2 separate regions of the Mus musculus genome follow, and region 1 is linked to region 2. Evidence: chromatin contacts called from public HiChIP or PLAC-seq data. All regions are on one chromosome and are shown on one strand. Each heading gives the region's core, a stretch centred on a gene start, on an enhancer-like site or on the middle of the called end of the contact. The rest is flanking DNA. Distances are from core to core; before and after follow the strand shown. Region 1 overlaps Lef1 (lymphoid enhancer binding factor 1). Region 2 has its middle 42 kb from the start of Gm36520.

What was found. HiChIP or PLAC-seq counts read pairs in DNA pulled down with a chosen protein or histone mark.
Region 1: a BATF HiChIP or PLAC-seq map of CD8 T cells shows a contact between it and region 2, with 7 read pairs. The contact joins two enhancer-like sites. A contact is called at or near these places in 3 of 15 datasets of contacts at CTCF or cohesin (the NIH/3T3 cell line, embryonic stem cells and large pre-B cells), 18 of 484 Hi-C or Micro-C datasets (Th1 cells, brown adipocytes, embryonic stem cells and 3 more), 12 of 115 datasets of contacts at active chromatin or transcription factors (the 230-238 cell line, CD8 T cells, the SCID.adh cell line and 6 more) and 1 of 9 other capture datasets (embryonic stem cells).

Annotation. Positions count from the first base shown.
Region 1 is chr3:131,206,833-131,209,659 of GRCm38.p6, forward strand. The region is part of intron 11 of Lef1 (lymphoid enhancer binding factor 1); the gene reads left to right. Among named protein-coding and RNA genes, the nearest start is that of Hadh, 64 kb to the right of the region's middle. Within about 2 kb of position 1,264, at least 77 of the 459 cell types and tissues checked have an H3K27ac peak or open chromatin away from gene starts, as enhancers often do. A contact at or near this core is called in the 230-238 cell line, CD8 T cells, the SCID.adh cell line and 1 more, where this site is marked.
Region 2 is chr3:130,892,953-130,895,652 of GRCm38.p6, forward strand. No RefSeq gene overlaps it. Among named protein-coding and RNA genes, the nearest start is that of Gm36520, 42 kb to the left of the region's middle. Within about 2 kb of position 1,434, at least 11 of the 459 cell types and tissues checked have an H3K27ac peak or open chromatin away from gene starts, as enhancers often do. A contact at or near this core is called in the 230-238 cell line, CD8 T cells, the SCID.adh cell line and 1 more, where this site is marked.

The sequences.
Region 1 (2,827 bases), core at 14-2,513, 310 kb after region 2:
GAAAGAAGCTTGCATATACACACCTTGTATTGTTTCTGTTCGTTTCTTGGTTTCATCTCTTTAAGACAGGGTCTCATGTAGCACAGGCAGACCTCCAACTCACTTATGTAGCCAAGGTTGACCTTGAACTTTGATCCTCCTGCCTCCACCATCTGAGTGCTGGGATTACCGGCATGTACCACCACCCGTGGTTTGCTGGCACTGGAGACCACGCCTGTTTTATAAATGTGATCTTTTCATTGCTGATCGCTTAGGAATAGTTTACCCCACCTTTGCATGTCCAGCCATGACGGAGAAGGCCCTCGGAAGTACAGTGTGCCCAGGGCCAGCTCTCAGTCATGGACTAAATGCAGCTTTTGCTTCAACAGTTTTAGAGCTACCTATTTCGTGTGAAATGCACTGCAGTACTTAAGAGTTGGAACTTGATTTAATACCTTTCATGATTATATATGTAATCATGATTTCATATGTATGTATGTATATATTATATACTTGATATATTTGATATAAAAGCTGAGTTTGATACAAAATGTTTGATGTAAAATCTGCTTATTTTTTTGTCTTAAAATGCACTTCAGCTGCCTGTTTCTTTAATAAGTCACAGAAATCTTTGAGATTCTCGCCACTAATTTTTTTTTCCTGAAGGTTAAGGAGTCTTCTTTGAATATACTACAACAAAACAAAACCTTCCCCTGTCCCCCAATTCTCCTTGAGCCCCCAGCTGCTGCCCCCCATTGCCCTAGAGCCCCCAGCTGCTGCTCCCCCCATTGTTCTTGAGCCCCTGGCTGCTGTCCCCCATTGTCCTTGAGCCCCCAGTCGCTGTCCCCCATTGTCCTCGAGCCCCCAGCTGTTGCCCCCCCCATTGTCCTCGAGTCCCCAGCTGCTGGGTGAAGCCTGGCTTGCTGCACTTACTGCTTAAAGCCACTAGTATCGTGCCCCCCCCCCCCCTCTCTCTCTCTCTCTCTCTCTCTCTCTCTCTCTCTCTCTCTCTCTCTCTCTCTCGTTTCCTGGATGGGCCACATGGTCTTTGAAGTCACCACTCACACACCACCACCACCACCACCACAGTCTTGTGCAGAGAAAACCTGGGAGTTACGAGATATGTGCAGAGCATAGAGGAACCCAGGCGGCCATCCAGAAAGAGTCCAGTGAATTAGTGATGACAGAATGCTTGCTTTCCACACCTCTCTTCTTCCTTTGCTGTAAGAACTCCTGCACCGGGGCTTGCCAGCCACTAGTGCTTATTAAGACCTGGAGATGCTGCATCGAATGGGACAGAGAGGGACCCCACTGTCATGTGCTACCTGTGCCACTGGAGGGTGTTTGACAAAGGAGTCTTGCCAAGAAATCTAATGCTGCAATAAAAATAAAAGATTCTTGGCAGCCAGCAGTAGTATGCACGCCTTTAATACCAGCACTTGGGAGGCAGAGGCAGGTCAGCCTGGACTACAGAGTGAGTTTCAGAACAGCCAGGGCTACACAGAGAAACCCTGACTCTAACCCGCCCCACCCCCACCCCCCAAAAAAAGGTTCTTGGCCCTCAAGACCTCAAGAAAGTACTCTGCCATGGAGGAGGGCCCTGTGACAGTCATCTGTAGTCCCTTCTGGAAGAGCTGCAGCAGAGAGCCCCAGGACTGGTCTACCCAGGTCTCACAGTCTCTGGTCTTGGGTCTGCATGGGGTGAGAGAGTAGGGAGAGAAACCGGGGCCTCTAATTAATTCATCTAACTTCTGATCTGCACCGCCTCGTGGTGCTGCCACAGGGACCCTTTTGTCTCCCTTCCCTAACGTGCCACCGCCCAGACTGCTTCTGTGTGACAGTCAATTGCCTGTGTGGTTCTTCACTTCCTGTGCAGATCCCCTCCGAGGCCTCTTCCCCTCCCCAGAGTGGTTTTCTGGCGCCCACAAGTACTCAGAACTACTACTGATTACGTGGGTTTGGTTTCTCCCATGGTGTAGGAAGGTCCTGTCTTGCCTGAGCCGATCTCACCTCAGAAGCAAGCCCAGGACAGACAGATGGAGCACTTGATTAGAACCTACTCGCTTTGTAGAGCCGCGGTTCTCAACCTGTGGGTCACGGCCCCTTTGGCAAACCTCTGTCTCCAAAAATATTTACGCTACCATTCACAACAGGAGCAAAACTACAGTTAGGAAGTAGCGGTGGAAATAATTTTATGGGTGGGGGTCACCACAGTGTGAGGGAACTGTATTCAAGGGCCACAGCATCAGCAAGGTTGAGAAGCACCGCTCTAAAGAGAGGTGAAATCACCCCAGCCGTCTTTCAGTCCTGAGAGGGCAATGCCCAGTCTGTGTACCCACCAAGGCCTGGGCAGGGTGCGGGCAGAGGCTCTGCCTCCAGGGAAACCTCATAGGTATCTTACAGTCATACATTCAGGGGCTTCACACTCCAGTTCACACCCAGCCTGCTCAGTGGTACCCACCCTCCCACCTCAACCCTCTGGCCTGGAGCTCCTCCACTTTGTTTTTTTCCTAGGAGTTCCCCTGAATTTTCAGGATCGATCTTTCTTTTTCTTTCTCTCTCTCTCTTTCTTCCTTCCTTCCTTCCTTCCTTCCTTCCTTCCTTCCTTTCTTTCTTTCTTTCTTTCTTTCTTTCTCTCTCTCTCTCTCTTCCTTCCTTCCTTCCTTCCTTCCTTTCCTTCCTTCCTTCCTTCTTTCCTTCTTTCCTTCTTTTTTTCTTTTTCTTTTTTTTTTTTTTTCCATTTTTTATTAGGTATTTAACTCATTTACATTTCCAATGCTATACCAAAAGTCCCCCATATCCACCCACCCCCACTCCCCTGCCCACCCACTCCCCCTTTTTGGCCCTG
Region 2 (2,700 bases), core at 184-2,683:
GAAGATACTTAGATAATTCACTATATGAGAATCTGGAAATAAATATTCTACCTAAGGCGGGCAGAGAAGTTGCTCTGGGCTGTGTGTGTGTGTGTGTGTGTGTGTGTGTGTGTGTGTGTGTGTGCAAGCGTGTGTGCACACATGTGCATGAGTGCATGCATGTGTGGAGGTCAGAGGGCAGATGTAGATGTTGGCCCGTGCCTCCCACCGTGTTGGAGACAGTTGTCTCTCTGTGGATCACTGTTTTATGCACCAGGCTAGCTTTTGTGGACTCTCCTGTCTCCAGCTCCCTCTGAACTGCAATACAGGTGTGTGTTACTGTGCCCAGCTTTAAGTGGGATTCGAAATGACACTTGAAAGGTTAATGTTATACCCATGGAGACATCACCTAAGTCCCAAGAGCTCTTACGTGGCATTCATCAATAAATCTCCAGACAGTCTTATAAGATGGATTCTTGCCCCACGTTCTAGAGAAGAAGAGCAAGGTTCACAGAACTTATAGAGTTTGCTCAAAGTTGCAGAGCTAGGAAATGTTTTTTTCTTCTTCCATAAACCATGCTGAGGAAGGCTGTTGGAGTCCCAAAGTCTACCTCCTTCAATTTCCTTAGGCAGAAAAGAGGAAAGTAAAAGCCAGGGCCCAAACCCTTCAGTCAGGGGTTGTTTATTGCAGAGGCAGAACCAAAACTCCAGTTCATTTACATTTAGTGTAGCTTCTTTCACTTGAAGAGATGAAACAGTTGGGCTTCAGTGAAGAGTGAGACTGAAGATTCCCGTTCTCCAGCCTGTTTACCTACGCTCACAGGTAAGGCTGCAGCAAGCTTCACTTAAGTGTGCTGGAACCAGTCTGTCTCTTGGAATGGTCCCTCCACATGACTCTAGTAGCCAAGTTTTTAAAATTGGTGTATATTTATGGTAAAAAGGGGAAGGAGGCCATTATTATATTTTCATATGCGTGTGTGCCATGTACTTTAGTTTTAAGCCCTCCCCCACTGCTTTTGGCTGTGTCCCTTCCCTTCCTTAGTAGGAAAGGTCTCTTTCCTCCTAAATCTGTCCTTTCAGTTCTTTAAAACAACAGCTTAAAGCTCAGAGATGGCTCACTGGGGAAAAGGCACAAGTTGCCTTCCAAGCCTGACTACCTACGTTTGATCCCTGGGACCCACATCGGGGAAGGAGAAAGCTGACTCATACGAATTGATCTCTGACTTTCGTGAATGCACAGATAGATATCCTCTACAGAAATCAATGAAACTGCAAACAGAACACCCTCGATTCCCCATAGAGGAGAGAACAGATCTGTCCTCCCCAATGTGGCTTGTTTCACTTGCGACATTCTCTGTTCTAGCCAGCTTTCTGCAGACGGGATAATCTGTTCTCTGCACTTCTAGCATCCGGTTTCAGGTGTGGTCACACAGACTAGGTGGACCTCTCATGAGTCCTTGTTTCCTGGCTTCTATCTGTCCTGCCTGCTAACCACAGCCTCTATGCTCTTCAACCAGGTCGCTGAGCAGGTTTCTAAGAAAAGAGTGGGAGGGAAAAGAGAAGTGGTAAAGAAATACTACACAAGAGAAAATGTGAATCCCTCAAAGACAGAGCGGGTCACAGTGGGTGTGAGCAGAAATAGCACAGAGCAACTGTGAGGCTTCACCTATGGAAAGGGCTGCACTTTATGACCTGGGATGTTTATGGTCTAAGACGTGATTCTTAGTGCTTCAACCACACACACACATTGTCCTTTACAATGCCAAATAAAAGGGAAATAATAACACCTTATGTTTGTGTATTGATTTATAGCTTACTAAGCACTTTTATGGCCCTGATCTTATTTGATCCTTGCAATAATGTTGTGAAATAGCTAAGGAAGGTTGTTATTAGTTCCACTTTACAGATTCGGAAACCAAGATTTTGAGAGAATTAGGTGAGTTGCTCAAGATCCATGAGGAAGGAAGTGGGAGTCAAGGTTGGTAGCTGGCATTCGAGACAGGGCAGCACTCTGTAAGGACTGGTGAGGGACCACAAGGATCATTCCAATTAAGGACTCAAGTCATGGTCTCCACAAGTGCAAAACTGAAAGGGCGCCTGAAGGCATATTGATATGCCACAGTAAGAGGCTAAGAGGGCCCAAAGAAAGCCTGAAGAGAGGTGCGCATGTGTGTGTGTGTGTGTGTGTGTGCGTGTGTGTGCATGTGTGTGTTGTTCATGCGTGCAAATGTGCATGTGTACCTACCCATGCACGTGTGGAGACCAGAGTGCGATGTTTGGTGTCTTCTCCATCTTACTTTCACAGAGCTCTCAGGACCCATGTGTCTTCATCCCCCAATGCTTGGGTCACAGTTGTGCAGCCGTGCCTGGCCCTTTGCACGGCTACTGGAATTCCACATTCAGGTGCTCATGTGTGCAGCATGTGTGTACTTACTTGCTGATCCATTGCCCCAGCCTGAGAGGTACAAATGCCATTTCTACAGAAATTTTTTAATAATAGAATTCAAGTCCAAGAAAGCCTTGGAAAGGCCACAGGTAGTTAAATAACTTGAAATTTGCTTCAACCTACTCAGGACTAAGTAAAAAAGTAAGTAAATAAGTAATTGATCAATAAAACAGACAAATAAATGGAAATCAGAAAATATACCAGAGCTGATATTTCTGGGTCTTTGAAAAATATTACCAAGTGTTTATAACCTTATACACAAATAACGTCTGCAT